Linked DNA regions of Anser cygnoides: region 1 is linked to region 2. The links are chromatin contacts, called in public Hi-C maps. All regions are on one chromosome and are shown on one strand. Each heading gives the region's core, a stretch centred on a gene start, on an enhancer-like site or on the middle of the called end of the contact. The rest is flanking DNA. Distances are from core to core; before and after follow the strand shown. Region 1 has its middle 6.1 kb from the start of B3GALT5. Region 2 has its middle 32 kb from the start of ETS2.

What was found. A called contact is a pair of places that touch in the nucleus more often than the background predicts.
Region 1: a contact with region 2 is called in a Hi-C map of liver, with 16 times the contacts expected there. The contact joins two enhancer-like sites. A contact is called at or near these places in 2 of 7 Hi-C or Micro-C datasets (both in liver).

What each region holds. Positions count from the first base shown.
Region 1 is chr1:116,198,269-116,205,052 of Taihu_goose_T2T_genome, reverse strand. No RefSeq gene overlaps it. Among named protein-coding and RNA genes, the nearest start is that of B3GALT5, 6.1 kb to the left of the region's middle. Within about 2 kb of position 3,167, at least 2 of the 3 cell types and tissues checked have open chromatin away from gene starts, as enhancers often do. A contact at or near this core is called in liver, where this site is marked.
Region 2 is chr1:115,890,298-115,897,238 of Taihu_goose_T2T_genome, reverse strand. No RefSeq gene overlaps it. Among named protein-coding and RNA genes, the nearest start is that of ETS2, 32 kb to the left of the region's middle. Within about 2 kb of position 1,853, at least 2 of the 3 cell types and tissues checked have open chromatin away from gene starts, as enhancers often do. A contact at or near this core is called in liver, where this site is marked.

The DNA of each region.
Region 1 (6,784 bases), core at 1,918-4,417, 310 kb before region 2:
TCACACCTTATTTTGCATACAGGAGCTAAGGTAATCGATAAAAGGACAAGTCACTTACTGAGAAAAGGCAATAAATGCTCAAATAAACCAATACTGATTTAAAGGTTTCTCTAATTTACCTTCACAATGTAGATAGTGTTCTTAGCATTAATTTTGTTTGAGTGCCTAATACCAGCTTCTACCCATTATTCGTAAGAAAGCCTGCTAGTGATATGTGAAGAGAACTGCATTCAGATGTAGAAAAGTAAAATGTTCTGATTTCTCTTGGTATACATTGCTAAAATTTTTTTGCTAGCTAAGTGAAACTCTTGCTGTCTAATCCTTCCTGCAAAGCACAAAGACCTTCTGAGAGCCAAAGAGCATCTCCAGCTGAGGTCTGGAGCTTGGTCCTTCACCATGTACAGCAACACTCACTCAGAAGGAGAGTGTAGGCTGCAATGAAGCTGCCTTTTGATTTTCTTATTAATAAGCTGCCCAATATTTTCCCCACAATCTTCTTCCATGGTAGACAGGTCAAGATGAGGGCTACACCTGGTGGGTGTCTACACAGCATGGGAGGCTGCGGGATCATGAAATGGCTTGGGTTGGAAGGGACCTTAAAGATCATCTGGTTCCAACCCCTGGCCATGGGATCCTGGCTGTGGTGTGGAGGTTTGGGCTCCTGCGGCTTCCTCATGGTAGGACAAGAGGTAATGGTTTAAACTGACAGAGGGGAGATTTAGATTAGAGTTTAGGAGGAAATTCTTTGCTCAAAGGGTGGTGAGGCATTGGCACAGGCTGCCCAGAGAAGCTGTGGGTGCCCCATCCCTGGAGGTGTTCAAGGCCAGGCTGGATGGGGCTTTGGGCAGCCCGGTCTGGTGGGAGGTGTCTCTGCCCATGGCAGGGGGTGGAACCAGGTGGGCTTTAAGGTCCCTTCTGGCCCAAACCATTCTGTGATTCTCTGATTCTATGACCCATTAACTGTAACCTCCTACACTGTGCTTCTGCTACTCTCTTGTGGGCTCTTTCCAGAGACACAGCCAGGGGTGCCCCACTGCTTCAGCAGCCTGTGACCCTCTGAGTCCCCCAAAAGAGTCCTTCCTCATGGCTGTCTTGCAGCAGGTGCTAAGCACTGCTTTACAACAGTGGTGATAATCAAACACATGCTCCAGGGCTTCAACTGACAGGAATAAGGAAAGGCATTTTTTTCACCCTTGCTCACTGTGTAATTAATGGGAGGTATGTGGAGCTTTTTTATTTATTTGTTTCTGTAGGCTTTTCTCCAAAGTGAATGTAAAGAAAAGAAAAAAAAAAATAGAAAAAAAACCTACAAAACAAAGACACTAAAACCCTGTCCTGATCAGCTACAGGCGACTGGGCCAGAATGGCTGCAAACCCAAAAAGTGCGTGCATTGCTCCATGATTTCCTTTCAGGAAGAGATTTCTGCTCCCAAGCCCACTGCCTGACCCGGGGCAGATGTGGAGGGTTTGCTTTTGTTCTGCACCAGAGGTTGTGGCTCCGCCACCCGGCCTTCTGTGCATCCACTGCCTGCCTTCTGGTCCCATCCTGATCAGGAAGGCGTTCTCCTTCTGCCATAGCCTTGTGAGCATCCAGAAGATGATAAGAAACAGAGAGACCAGGATGCCAGGTCCCCGGGGAATCACAGAATCACAGAATTGTAGGGGTTGGAAGGGACCTCAAGAGATCACCGGGTCCAACCCCCCTGCCAAAGCAGGTTCCCCAGAGCAGGTTGCCCAGGTAGGCATCCAGACGTCCCCGTCCCACCGGGCAGAGGTGTGATCCTGAGGAAAAAATGATTGAGAAGCAGGTTTGGCATGGCCTCCACTCCTTCCCCTCTGACCCATCTGCCTGCAAGCATTTTCTCAGTGCTGATTGATCCGAGCACCATTATCGGGTACGTGGCTTGGGATGAAGTCTTGGATGGAGCTTGGCTGCAGTGCCAGAAAGCCAACCCTTCAGTTGTGTCTCTGACAAATGGATCCCTCTGAGCTACTGCGTTTAATGCAGTTTCTTACTTATTTATTTATTATCAGCCTGTTTCTCTGCTGGGCCAGCAAGAGAGGAAATGCCAAGGGGAATGTATCCAAAGAGCATAGTTTTGATCTGGCTCAAAACGAAGGCTGTCAACAGGAAAGTTTCTGTTCATTTGGATCAAAACCAAGTATACCAAAGCTTTCACATTTAAAAAAACAGCAGCCCACAGGGACAGCCCAGAGGCAGGGTGAGCCTACCTCCTGGGCAATTGCCCATCCCAGCAGGTGCTATGTATAGCCAGCCCCAGTGTGTGATGTTGTTCAATGAGTTTAAAGCTGACTGAGAAATCAGGTGCTTTGTTATGTGTTTGCCCTAATGGATCAAGTGCACCCCAGCAGGTGGTTTTGGTCTAAGCCAAGGGTTTCTTTAAAAAAAGCACCGGGGTACTGCAGCACCAGCAGAAGTGGCTCCTACACTATTTTTCTGCAGCAAAATGCTGCAAATCCAGCTGAATGCACTAAGCTAACTTGCTGTCAGACACAGCAGTGGACAGGACTCAAAGGAAATCCAGCCCAATATTACTTTTAACGAGATTTAAAATTCAGGAAAAAAGTTATCCTGAAAGCTCAACACAAATGAAATCATTTTTGACATCATTCCTTTTTGAAATGTTCCCACTTGGTTTAAAACAGAATTTCAAGAAGTGAAACATGTTTTTCCCCGAAGAAAAAAGGGCCATTCAGCGAACACTTGTTTCCTTAAAAACCTGTAATGGATGTATAAAGCCTTGCCACATAAGCCTCTGAAATCAAATGCAAACTTTCACCTACTTTTTTTCAGGGAAACCCTGTTAATCAGCACTGCTCTCTCTCATCCACTTGTTTACAGGTCAGCTCTGCTGCACTCTGACCCTTTCTGTTGCCTCAGAGAGGTAACATTCACAGAGATTTAGATATTATACTTAAGAAACTGTACAGGTTCTTCTCCATTTTTTTTTCCCGGATGAACGAGGGTAACTATTGCTAGATTGATTGGTGTCCATCTTCCATCTGATTTCCAGGTATCTAACTCATGCCTTAAATCTCCTACATCAACAGCTTCCAACTTTTCTTCTTTTTTTGCTTGACAGACACAAACGGAGGGCAGTGGTGCACTCAGTCTGTCCTTCACACAGCAGAGAAACTCTCCTTCCTCCTAGGGCACGTCTCCTTGGGGCAGAGACTTCCCTCATTGTTATATGCTGGGCTGGTGCTTACAGCACTTGCCTTTACAAGGGGCACCATGAGCTCATTTAGGAGTTTCTCCGTAAAGCAAGCGGTCAGTGAGACCAGGAGCAGACCCTGCTCTCTTCTTTACCCTGTCCAAGCAGGCAGCTCAGACATGACACCAAAAAGCCCCGCTCCTCCTGCTCCATGCCTCTGCACCCTCAGCTCTTCTCAGCATAAGGGCAGCTGGGGAGCGCAGGTCTGTTTGCCTCCAGGGTGCTCGTGACTGGTGGTTTGGCTTTAGCCCTTGTTCCCCTTGACCCTCCTACAGCTAGCTGTTAGACATGGGTATCTCAGGAGTGCACGCGGTATCCAGTTGAGTACTGTTGTGTTATTTCTGATTCCTCACTTGCCAGTTTGGAGCTTGTTAATCTTTAGCACCATGCCATGAAACGCAGAGGAGCAATAAATGTACCTGGCCTTTTTTCCTCCTGCCCACTTAATCCACTCCATGCTCCTTCCTGTTGAACGGGATTCAGGAAATGGAGTTGTAATTAAGAAAGAAAAAAGCTTTTTATCTGGAAGCAGTCCCCATGTTAACAACCACAAAGCATATCCCCTAACATCTTACTCCATCAATTAACACCACGGGGTTTTTGCAGCAGTCCCATACACACAGCCCAGCGAGGGCAGCACAGCCAGGCTTTGGCTCCCGGCTCTGCTTGCCAAGGACATCCAGACACCCACATCTCCCAAAGATGCAGGCACCTTCTGCTAAGGCTATTTAAATGTTTCTGGGTAATTCTGCACGTCCAGCTCATGTTTTCCCCCTTGGTCCTTGGGCTCAGAAACGTGCCAATGCCTATACTGCCTTCAGCCTCCTCCAAACTCATCAGTGCGTGGTGTTGCACTTGTGGTCCTGGAGGAAGTCATGAAGCCATGCTACTGGTTACGATAGGAAAAGACACTTGGGGCAAAAAATAAAAATAAAAAACTGATGCATGTTCTCAGATGTCTAAGAAGATTTTTAATGGCTGAACATAGATAGCTCAGAAACTTTAAATAGGTACACACTGCACTTCTCTGCTATATCTTGAAGGTTAACGCACACCCTCTGCAATGCACTTAGAGCACAGCACATTAATATGAAGTGACTTTCTTAGCATCATCTATCACTTCCCTCCCCACTTTGCAAGACAGCCATTGCACCCTCCATTGCTACCCTGTAGAAAACAGCAAGCATCTTTCTTCTTCCTTGTTTCCCTCAGCACCAAAAACAATTCCCACATTGGGCAGTAAGTTTTCGTTACCATCAGCCACAAAATCAAGGCAAGCAAGACAATGGCTCAAGCCAGCCCCGAGGACTTGTAGGTTCAGGATACAGCAAGAGGGGCCAGACCAACAGCTTCGGAGGCAAGCGACTGGTCTGTCATTGATGGTGCAGGATCAAATGCTCCTTTCCTGCTCCATACCACTTCTGCCATGGCACAGCAGGCGCCAGGAGCTGGCTCTTAGGGGGCAGCGGCTGCCGCACTGCAGCCCCCATCCCACGGCAGGAGCCGCTGCCTGGCCTCCCATGCTATGCCCTGCCCCAACACGGGGAGCCTGCCCCAGGCCTCACCTCTAATTTGGGAGCACGAAGGGCAGGCCGAGGCGCCGTCCTCTGAAAGCGGCTGACCTTCACCCCAGCCACGGCGATAAAGCTGGCTGCCAGCTCCTGCAGCGCCGGCAGACCCCGCGGCGACCGCCGGACGGGTCCCTCTGTAACCCAAAGAGGCTCGTCGCCTCAACGGGGATTATCACCCTGGGCATTTCTGAAGCCCACCTGCTGAGGCTGACAGGGATCAAGTGTCTGCCAGGCCCTCGAGCTGTTCAAACAGCCTTGACGAGGCTTCAACATGCGCCTTCAAGACATCATGCACCGAGATACCTGTGGTTTCTGCATGAGTCACTTGGGGGAAGATGGTGGTGCTGACATTAGGAATAGCAACAGTCAGGCTGAGATCTCTACGGGGGAAAAAACATACCGCTAGTGCATTACCACATATATTGCACTGCCTGAGCTCACTCTCTGGAGCCACCTCTGACATGATGGTAGCACCACAGGCAGATTTCCACCCGTGAAACCCCAGCTGCTAACAGCAGACAGCTGCTTAAGGGAAATTCCCAGCCACCTCACAAAGTCCTGCAAAGTATTGGCCCTCTCACTGCACAGAAAAGCCATGTAGCAGTGTAAAGGAGGCCTCTCATTCCCCATGCTTGTGTCTCTCCATCTGCTTCCTCTCTTCAGGTGAGAGACATTTCCAGATTTTGGAAATATTCATGCTGAGACCCTGTTTTTCAGCACGTCAGGCGGCCCATCTTATGTGTTGGGTATGTGCTGTTGTACAGTCAGCCATACCTTCTCCTTGCTTTATCTCTCATGCAGTTCCCCATGACGTGCAATGCATGATGCACCAGGTGCATCTGCTGAACATTCATATTCCCCTTTCTCTGCATCAAGTTCCTTCTCCAGCTTCATCCTTCCTCTGTCACCAATCACACAGCAACTCTCAACACCCACCATTTTGCTGGACTGAACCAACCACGGCCCTGTTGCCTCCTATGGTAAACTGGGCCGCGCAAGCCCCAGGTATCTGGAACAGCTTTTTCCAGATCGCCCAGTGTGAATTCATCCTTTTGGACCAGAGGATCAAACACCACCCCATACCCAAACAAGGTGCCGCTGCAGCCTTATGCAACATTACTTGGTATGTAATACCCTGCGCTTCTGAAAATAGCTCCTGAACACATCCACTCATCACATTCCTCCTTGCCACCACTGCATCACGTTACAGCTCCTCCTGGCTCCCAGATGAACCCGTGCCACACGCATGTGCAGCCCCTCTCCTCCCAGACCAGCCCCAGCAGGACAAGCACCCAGCTTGTAGCAGAAAATCTTATTTATCCCCAAAGCGTGTGATGCTGGTTCTCCATACTGTCAAATTTTACCTCGTTTGTATCCTTCAGGGCCTGCTGGCCTGGCCCATTGCCCTGTTCTCCTCCACACAACACCTCCCAGCTTCTCGCCAGTGCTGAACTTCATCAGCACTTCATCCTGTGCCAGGCCATCAGCTAAGCGTGGTTCCCAAAACCCATCCCTGCAGATCCTCTCTGCCTCGTCCCCATCCTGTTCAGCCCCCAGGGCAGCAGATTTTGGCTGTTCAGGCCCCCACAGTCCTGCTGGAGCCGTTTCTTCCAGCTGCTGCAGGCATCCATGATGGGATGTACCGGCTGCTTCTCTGAAACCAGCCCCAGGCTGGCCAGAGGTTGGATATCATTTTCTATCACTGCCTCTAGCTTTCATCAAAATCTGATTAGGAGCACATAGACACTGGTACCAGACCCGTTTAAGTTGCCTGCAGCCAGCATTAACACAGCATGCTGCATCATTAAAATCCAGAGATCTTGCAACCCTTATGGAAAAGTACTAGAGCACACGGGAAGCCAAAAAGACTCTGATAATCCGTGCTCCATCCTCGACTGCTAGCAACCACACACATAGGATAACCAGAGGATGCTTCTGAGCTGGGGCTGCTGCTGTGGGGTCTCCCTGGCCAGAGGG
Region 2 (6,941 bases), core at 604-3,103:
CTCTTGCAGATATCATGACCCCAAGTAATTCTGCTGAGTTTTGAAACCTAAAGGTGAAAGCTAAAGAGGGTAGTGGTGTTACTAATACCTGTACATGCAGATTAGTAATACATGCAAAGCAATTTTTACCTATTCCTTGTTTTATTCTGTAGTTCCTTTTTGAAGCATAACCCTATTAATATATACCCAAGCTTGCTTTGCAATGGCTTCTCCCCAAATCTTCCTGAGCTCTTCTGAGACAAATTAGGGCAGTAATTCCCAGCAGGTGAAGAAGTGAGGGGCTCACAGATAGCGGTCAGTCTTCATAGTCTTCATCCCACCACTCTGCCTCTCCTACTCATGGAGGAGACTGTAGAGCTGAATAATGCAGTTTTACTTACATTGCGGAGCCTGTTCAGTGCCCAGCTGAATGACTTCCACCCACACTGCAGCTTGATGCTCTTGCTGATCAAACAAGACAAAGGCTATTCCTTTGCCTTTCCATTTTCTGTATCCAGTGCCTGTACTGCTCAAAATACAGCAAGCTTATCACTACTGAAACTGGATAAGCTGCTTTTTGAAGACTAATAAAAATATGCTTCGATATTACCCAGTTGTAAGAAAACCTAAACAAGAGCATTTTGGATAGTATCTCAGTACTATTGTGGGTAGAGTATTTTTTCCCTGACTTATCACTAGGTTACCTAAGGGCCTGAGGACTCAGAAGCAGTTATGAACCTTGGTCTCCCATTTATTCTGCCCCTGAGCGCTGCATTACTGCTTGCTCACATGTCTCAACACTGACGAATCATATCGTCCTGGGTTCACAGGGACATAAATTTAACAGGAGAGCATGGTGTTCCTCTCCCATCCTGGAGAATAATGTGCTTTTTTGGAAAACACGTTTGATTCCCCACAGGCTGCAGAGTGTGTTGTTTCCTTGGCAGGTATGGTCAAAAGCTGATTAACTGGGCACCTCCACCTGCTATAGCATTATTTAAAAAGAAATGCTTCTAGATGCCTTTGCTGAGGAAACTGGGTCTCTGTGAGCTGTGCTCTGAGCATGCTTGGCTGGTCGGGCACTCCAGAGGATTAAGCTCAGTTTCTGACACCAGTGGGGTTTTAGTGGAGGCTGAAGGTAGCAGAGTAGGGCAGTGCTTGGAGCAGAGGGACACCTAGAGTCCAGAACAGTCGAAGAGACAGGCATCCTATCTGGGTATTGTGGAGGAAAGCATTGTAGGGTCATAACCTGTAGCTGGCCTTAAATTCCTTTTGAAGATGGCCCTTTGTCATGGGATAGTTCATGCTACATAAGGCTCTTGAAAACACCCTCTTTTCTGAGGAAGAGAACTTCCTTCTGGGCCTCGCACATTACTTTCCTTTTCACAAACCTTTGTATTTCTTGGTTCTGCACAGGACCAAAACCAGACATGCAGAAGCACCATGAAAAAATGCAGTTGGAGCATTCTTGGCATGGCTTGACATGTGGGAGCACAGAGATGGGGAACCTGATAGGTTTCCAGACTAGTTCTGCAGATTCAAGAAGTGCAAGCAGTCGGATAAGCATCTGAACTTGTGTGTGTTTATCTAAACTGAGCTCGAACTCCAGGCCACTTCAGAGTTTGCCTAGCAGTGGCTAATTATTACTAGAATGCTTGTTAAAATTGGAAAGTAATGTCAATAATGATTTAATTCACAAACAGATGTAAACAAAAACCCTTCTGGGAATTGTGCTGTACCAGGATCTTGGAGCAGATATTCCTCTCAGAAAACAGTCTAGAAAAATTTTGGATGGGAACAACAACAACAAAAAAGCTGCTAGTTCTCCTCTGCTTTAAAAACTATTGGGCAACTATGAAGCTGAAAAGAAAGTGTATTGGATAAATACAGAGGCAGCAGATCTGATTCTAGTTCTTGTATATCTTTGTATGTCAACAGCAATACTACGAAGTTACCTGTTGTAGTGGTGTAAAGCCAGCATAAGACCAGAACGTGTCCAACCATTCTTAAGGTAGGGATATATTATTAAAACAAGGGTAGTTATTAGAGTCTCATTACTGTGGAAAATGTGTTTAGGATCCTGTTTGAGAACAGCATGGTTGGTTTTCTCAGTAAAATGAATTATTTAATTAAATAAATAAAGCTTCGTTGGTGATGTAGGTTTAGTTGTCATTTACTACCTCTTTAGTGACGTTAAACTTTAACACAATAACAGCTTGGTGAACAGAAAGAACTGTTTCCACCCACATGGATAAATATTGATCTCGGTGATAAAGAAGAACAAACATTCTGATGGAGTGGTATGGAAGAAATTGAACCTGATACAGGAGGTTTATTTTTACTGCGTAGTAAAAGAAAGTTAGTCTTTCAACTAAGAACAGGGAAGGGCAAGGAGATGGCTTATCAAAATGTTGTTTACAGTATAATAAATACTGTGACTTCAAACTTTAATGTTTACCCATTGGCTGTGCACAAAAAAGCAACAAGATGACTGAGGTAAAGTTCTGGTCACAGTCAAATATATGGCAGCTTTGCTGCTGGCTTCAGTAGGGCCAGATATTTCTAGCTGGAGCACCGTACAGAGGCTCTAATGCCCCATGGAGATCTCCTTTAAGCAAATTGCTTTCTTAAGTCCTTCCTTAGCCAATATCTTGCTGAAACTAAGCATGTGCTTCTCTGCTCTGCTGAACCAGGGTCGGAGGCTGATGAGCTTGACATTTTAAAAAAGTTTGAACTGCTAAGATACAACAGGTTTTTGTTTATCTGAGCTTGTGTGTGCGATTCCTTGGTCCGTTTGAATGCCCCTTCCACCACCTAGAAGGGCCAGCTTTCTGCAGAGCCTCATTTGCTTCAGTGAGCTCCATGTGAGAAAGCATGGCCAGGGCTAAGCAGTGATGGAGCAAGTAGGGCAACATGACCAACACAAGGAGCAATGTCCCCTTGTCACATGAGAAGAGTGGCAGCACTAACCCGAGGGTGGTGAAGGAGGATGCAAATGCAAGCCGTGATGTCTTCAAAGCCCCCGGAGTCTTTCTAGGTGGGTCTGTGAATCAGGCTACAAGTTTGGGACCAGCAGATGTGATTTTAACTCTAAAAAAGTGTTAAAGCACAAACCTTTTCTTTGATACTGAGGCATGTGTATACCTGGGAGGTGGGGAGTGTGTGTGTGTGTGGGGGGGGGATAGGAAGAGATACATCTGACCGAAAGTAGTTGTCCGCAATGACTGTGTCAGAGTTAGTCATCTAGGCTCCATCTGCAGTCAATGGGGAGGTTCAGACACCTGTAGGGCATGACTCATCTCCTTATATTGCACATATGGATCAGATCAGATGAACTGCCTCCTGCTAGTTTCTCTCCACTGACTATGAAAGGAGCCTGGCGCAGCTTACTATCTGTGCAGGTACTTACCTGTTGGCAAGTAAAGGTAGGGCACATGAAAGCCCTGCCTTTTCTTTGGAAGCTAGCCATTTAAGAAATGTTTAACATGCATGTAGGACCAAATAAACAAAGCTCTGATGTGGTATTTTCAAAGTGTAACTTCCCTGCTCTTCTCATGTCTTACAATGCGATCTTCTAGACAAAACTTATCTATCACTTTTCCTAATAGCTCATTTGGATAGTGCCTACTCATTCTCACTCATCAAATTTGACTTTCTACATAGGGCTTCTGCTGCTCAATACAGTATGTGTGACAGCAACATATGGCCACACATGATGTTGTGATGCAGACACCTTTTTTTAGTACAGGTCACCTTATAGGTAGGTACATGGTCCCATTCCCTTAATATCTTGGCCTTAGTATGTTTTCCTTTCATGTACAGATGTTACGTTCCTCTTCCCTACCTCCTGTCTGACCATCCCTCTTGGCTTAAGAATGACCTAGGAAAAAATTAAGCTTACAGAAGATCTCCTTCGGCCTTTGAGCTATTCCCAGCAGCTCCATTTGACTGGTTTGCCCTCTCTTTGTGTGTGCAGTTATGAGTCTGTGTAGGAGGCAAGCAAACTCCAGCTGCCTCTGAACTTTGCCTGCTAACTTATGCCTCCTCTACGTGATGCAGAGAGGTTTTCCAGCCCAGTTACTTTCAGCTCATCAAGAGCGTTTTGACAGTCAGTAAACCACACCATAGCCTCTAATTTTGATCAGAGCTTCTGCTAGTTAATGTCAGATACTTAGTGCAAATATTCAATTTTACTATTACATTAAATGAGGTTTTAATCACTGCCATAGGTAATTGTAGGACAAGGGGGCTCTTACGCCTTGGAAATAGTTTTGTGAGGTAATGATTATACACGTGCACTCCATAAGTCCTGGAGGTGATGAACTGAAGAGGGAAACAGTGGTTTGGAACCAGTGCATCTCTGTATAGCAAACAAGCTCAGTGGGATTTGGCTTTGATGAGATTACCTGGGTGAGTTTATCTGTGACAGAAGGTGTGGCTTCTGCCTCAGGAAGTTTTGAAATGAAAATTTTCTTTTCATAGCTATTCAAGAGTCAGTCAGAAAGGTGCAAAATAAAAATAATCACTTCTCATTCCAGTTACAACTGTACCTAGCTGAGTCTCATTCTTTCTTAATCCTTCAGGATTTTATCCCTGAGGGTAGGTTGCCTTTCAAGTGCAGTAAGAGTAGCCATATTTGTGTTAGGTTTTTCAAAAGAAAACGCCCTTGCTTTTTTCTCTGACTCCTTCTGTCCAGATTATCCCTGTCTCCAGTAAATCCTTTCTCCTGGATTTCGTGGGATATCCTCAGTTTTCAGAAACGTGACATGCTGGCCTGACAATATGTTTGGCCTTCAGGCCTGGGGTGAGATAGATGCAAGTCCTTAAGGCCCTCTCCCATGGCCAGGTGCAGTTTGCCTCTTCCAGAGAGACATGGAAGCCATCAGGGTGCTTTGGAAATTCCTCACCTATGTCCTTGTTGTTAGCAGGACAGTCAGAGTGCACATGAAAGTAGGGATGAGATTATAAAATCTAGGCTTGCTTATCAGCCCTCCTGGCCAATTACTGACCTATAGCTGAACTGAAAAGGGAGTATCCTGGGAAGGCAAGGATCCTCTTGGCCTCTGGAGCCATGGTGCAGTGCAAGGGCCACAGCAGAGGCAGGTGTGCTCATCCCTGGGCAGTGCACACTGTGCCACGCTCGACAGGGGTCCAGCTCAGCTCAGCACTACACAGGCTGCCAAAAAGGGAAAGGCAGACAGCTTGAGTAGCTGCCAGTTGTAGCTACAAGGACATAAATTCATTCAGACTGGCCTTTTTACTTCTACATCTCTCTGCCAGTTCCTGAGCCTTAATTCGGCACGAGGCGGTCCATCTAGTAATCCCACTTTCTCAGACCCCATATAGCTTTCCCATACATAAAGTTTTTAATTAAAAGTCTGTCATTTTTCCTAGGTGTCTTGAATAAATGATTTTGTCTTGCCGTCTTTCGTATTTTCAGCATTCAGACAGAAAGCACCTCTTCTGAGTTTCCTCTCCTTCTGAGCACCTCTCCTCTGTCTTTGCAGCCATGCACTTGTTCTCTTTGCTCCATATCAGGCGTTATCTTTCCATTTTTGCCTCTTACATATTGACACTTAGAGCCTGCATAGATTTTGCATGCTGTCCTGTCCTGAGGCAGCTTGTTGGTGAAGGAAGGGCTGTGTCACAGCCTACCTTGATCTTGTCAGCGTCTTTTGTCTTCCCACTTCAGTCACTTCAGTGTCACTGTTTTGCATTCACTTATTTTAGCTGTTTTTAGCTGAGGTTGCTTTCTCCATTAGTACAAAGATGACTTAGTTCTGTTGAAGCCTGGCATTGATACTACTCAATTGCAGCATATATCTTTAATCTAGATTCAGTTTCTGTGCTTTATTGCACCAGAGAGAGTTGGGTTTTGTGTCTGAGGTGCCACTAGAAGATATGTATTATTTCCTGAGTGTTGATGATTGTGGTAAATTATCCCAGTTCTGTTTTAGAGACATTGCCTAGAGAGTTTTTAGCATTTATGTACAAAGCTACCAAACCCAAACCAAAACTATACAGGCAGCCTGATCAAGGGGAGCCTATTGAAAAGTCTTTCTTGCTTCAGCTACAAGAAGCATCCTGCTTGCAAGCTCTCAAACTCATGAGGGATTTCAACCACATGTTGGGAAAGCAATGCAGCAGGCTGTAAGCAATCCAGGAGACTCCTGGAGTGTGTCCAGAATAACATCTTGGTCCAGGTATTAGATAAACCAACAAGAGGAGAAGAATTATTGGACTTGGTGCTCACCAATGCACATGAACTTATTAAAGAGGTGAAGATTGGAGGCAGTCTGGACTGCAGAGACTATACCCTGGTTGAGTTTGTAAAATATGGGCCTGGTGAAGAGCAAAGTCAGGACCCTGAACTTCTGAAGAGTGAAATTCCAGCTGTTTAAATAATTACTGGATGAGATCTGGAAAACTCTCTTTAGGGATGGAGGAATTGATTAGAGCTGGGAACTCTTTAAGGACACTTAGAGCTCAAAAGTTCTCCATCCCCATGTGTAGGAAATCAAGCAGGGAAAGCAACCAGAATGGCTGAGCGTGGACTTGGTGGTCAAACTGAGGAACAAGAAGGAAATGCACAGGCAGTGGAAGCAGGGACATGTAGCTTGGGAAGAATACAGGGGTGCTGTCCGGACGTGCAGGGATGGGATCAGGAAAGCCAAGGCACGGATGGAACTGAGCTTGGAGAGGGATGCAAAGAATAACAAGGAGGGATTCTATAGGTACATTGCTCAGAAAAGGAAGGCCAAGGAGAGTGTGCCTCTTCTGATGGACGAGAAGGAAGAACTGGTAACAAGAGACATGGAGAAGGCTGAGGTACTCAACAATTTCTTTGCCGCAGTCTTCACTGCCAGTCAGGCTTCCCAAATCTTTTGTTTCCTTGAACCCGTAGACGGAGCCTGGGGGAGCAAAGTCCCTCCCACTGTAAGTGAAGAGCAGGTTCGAGACCA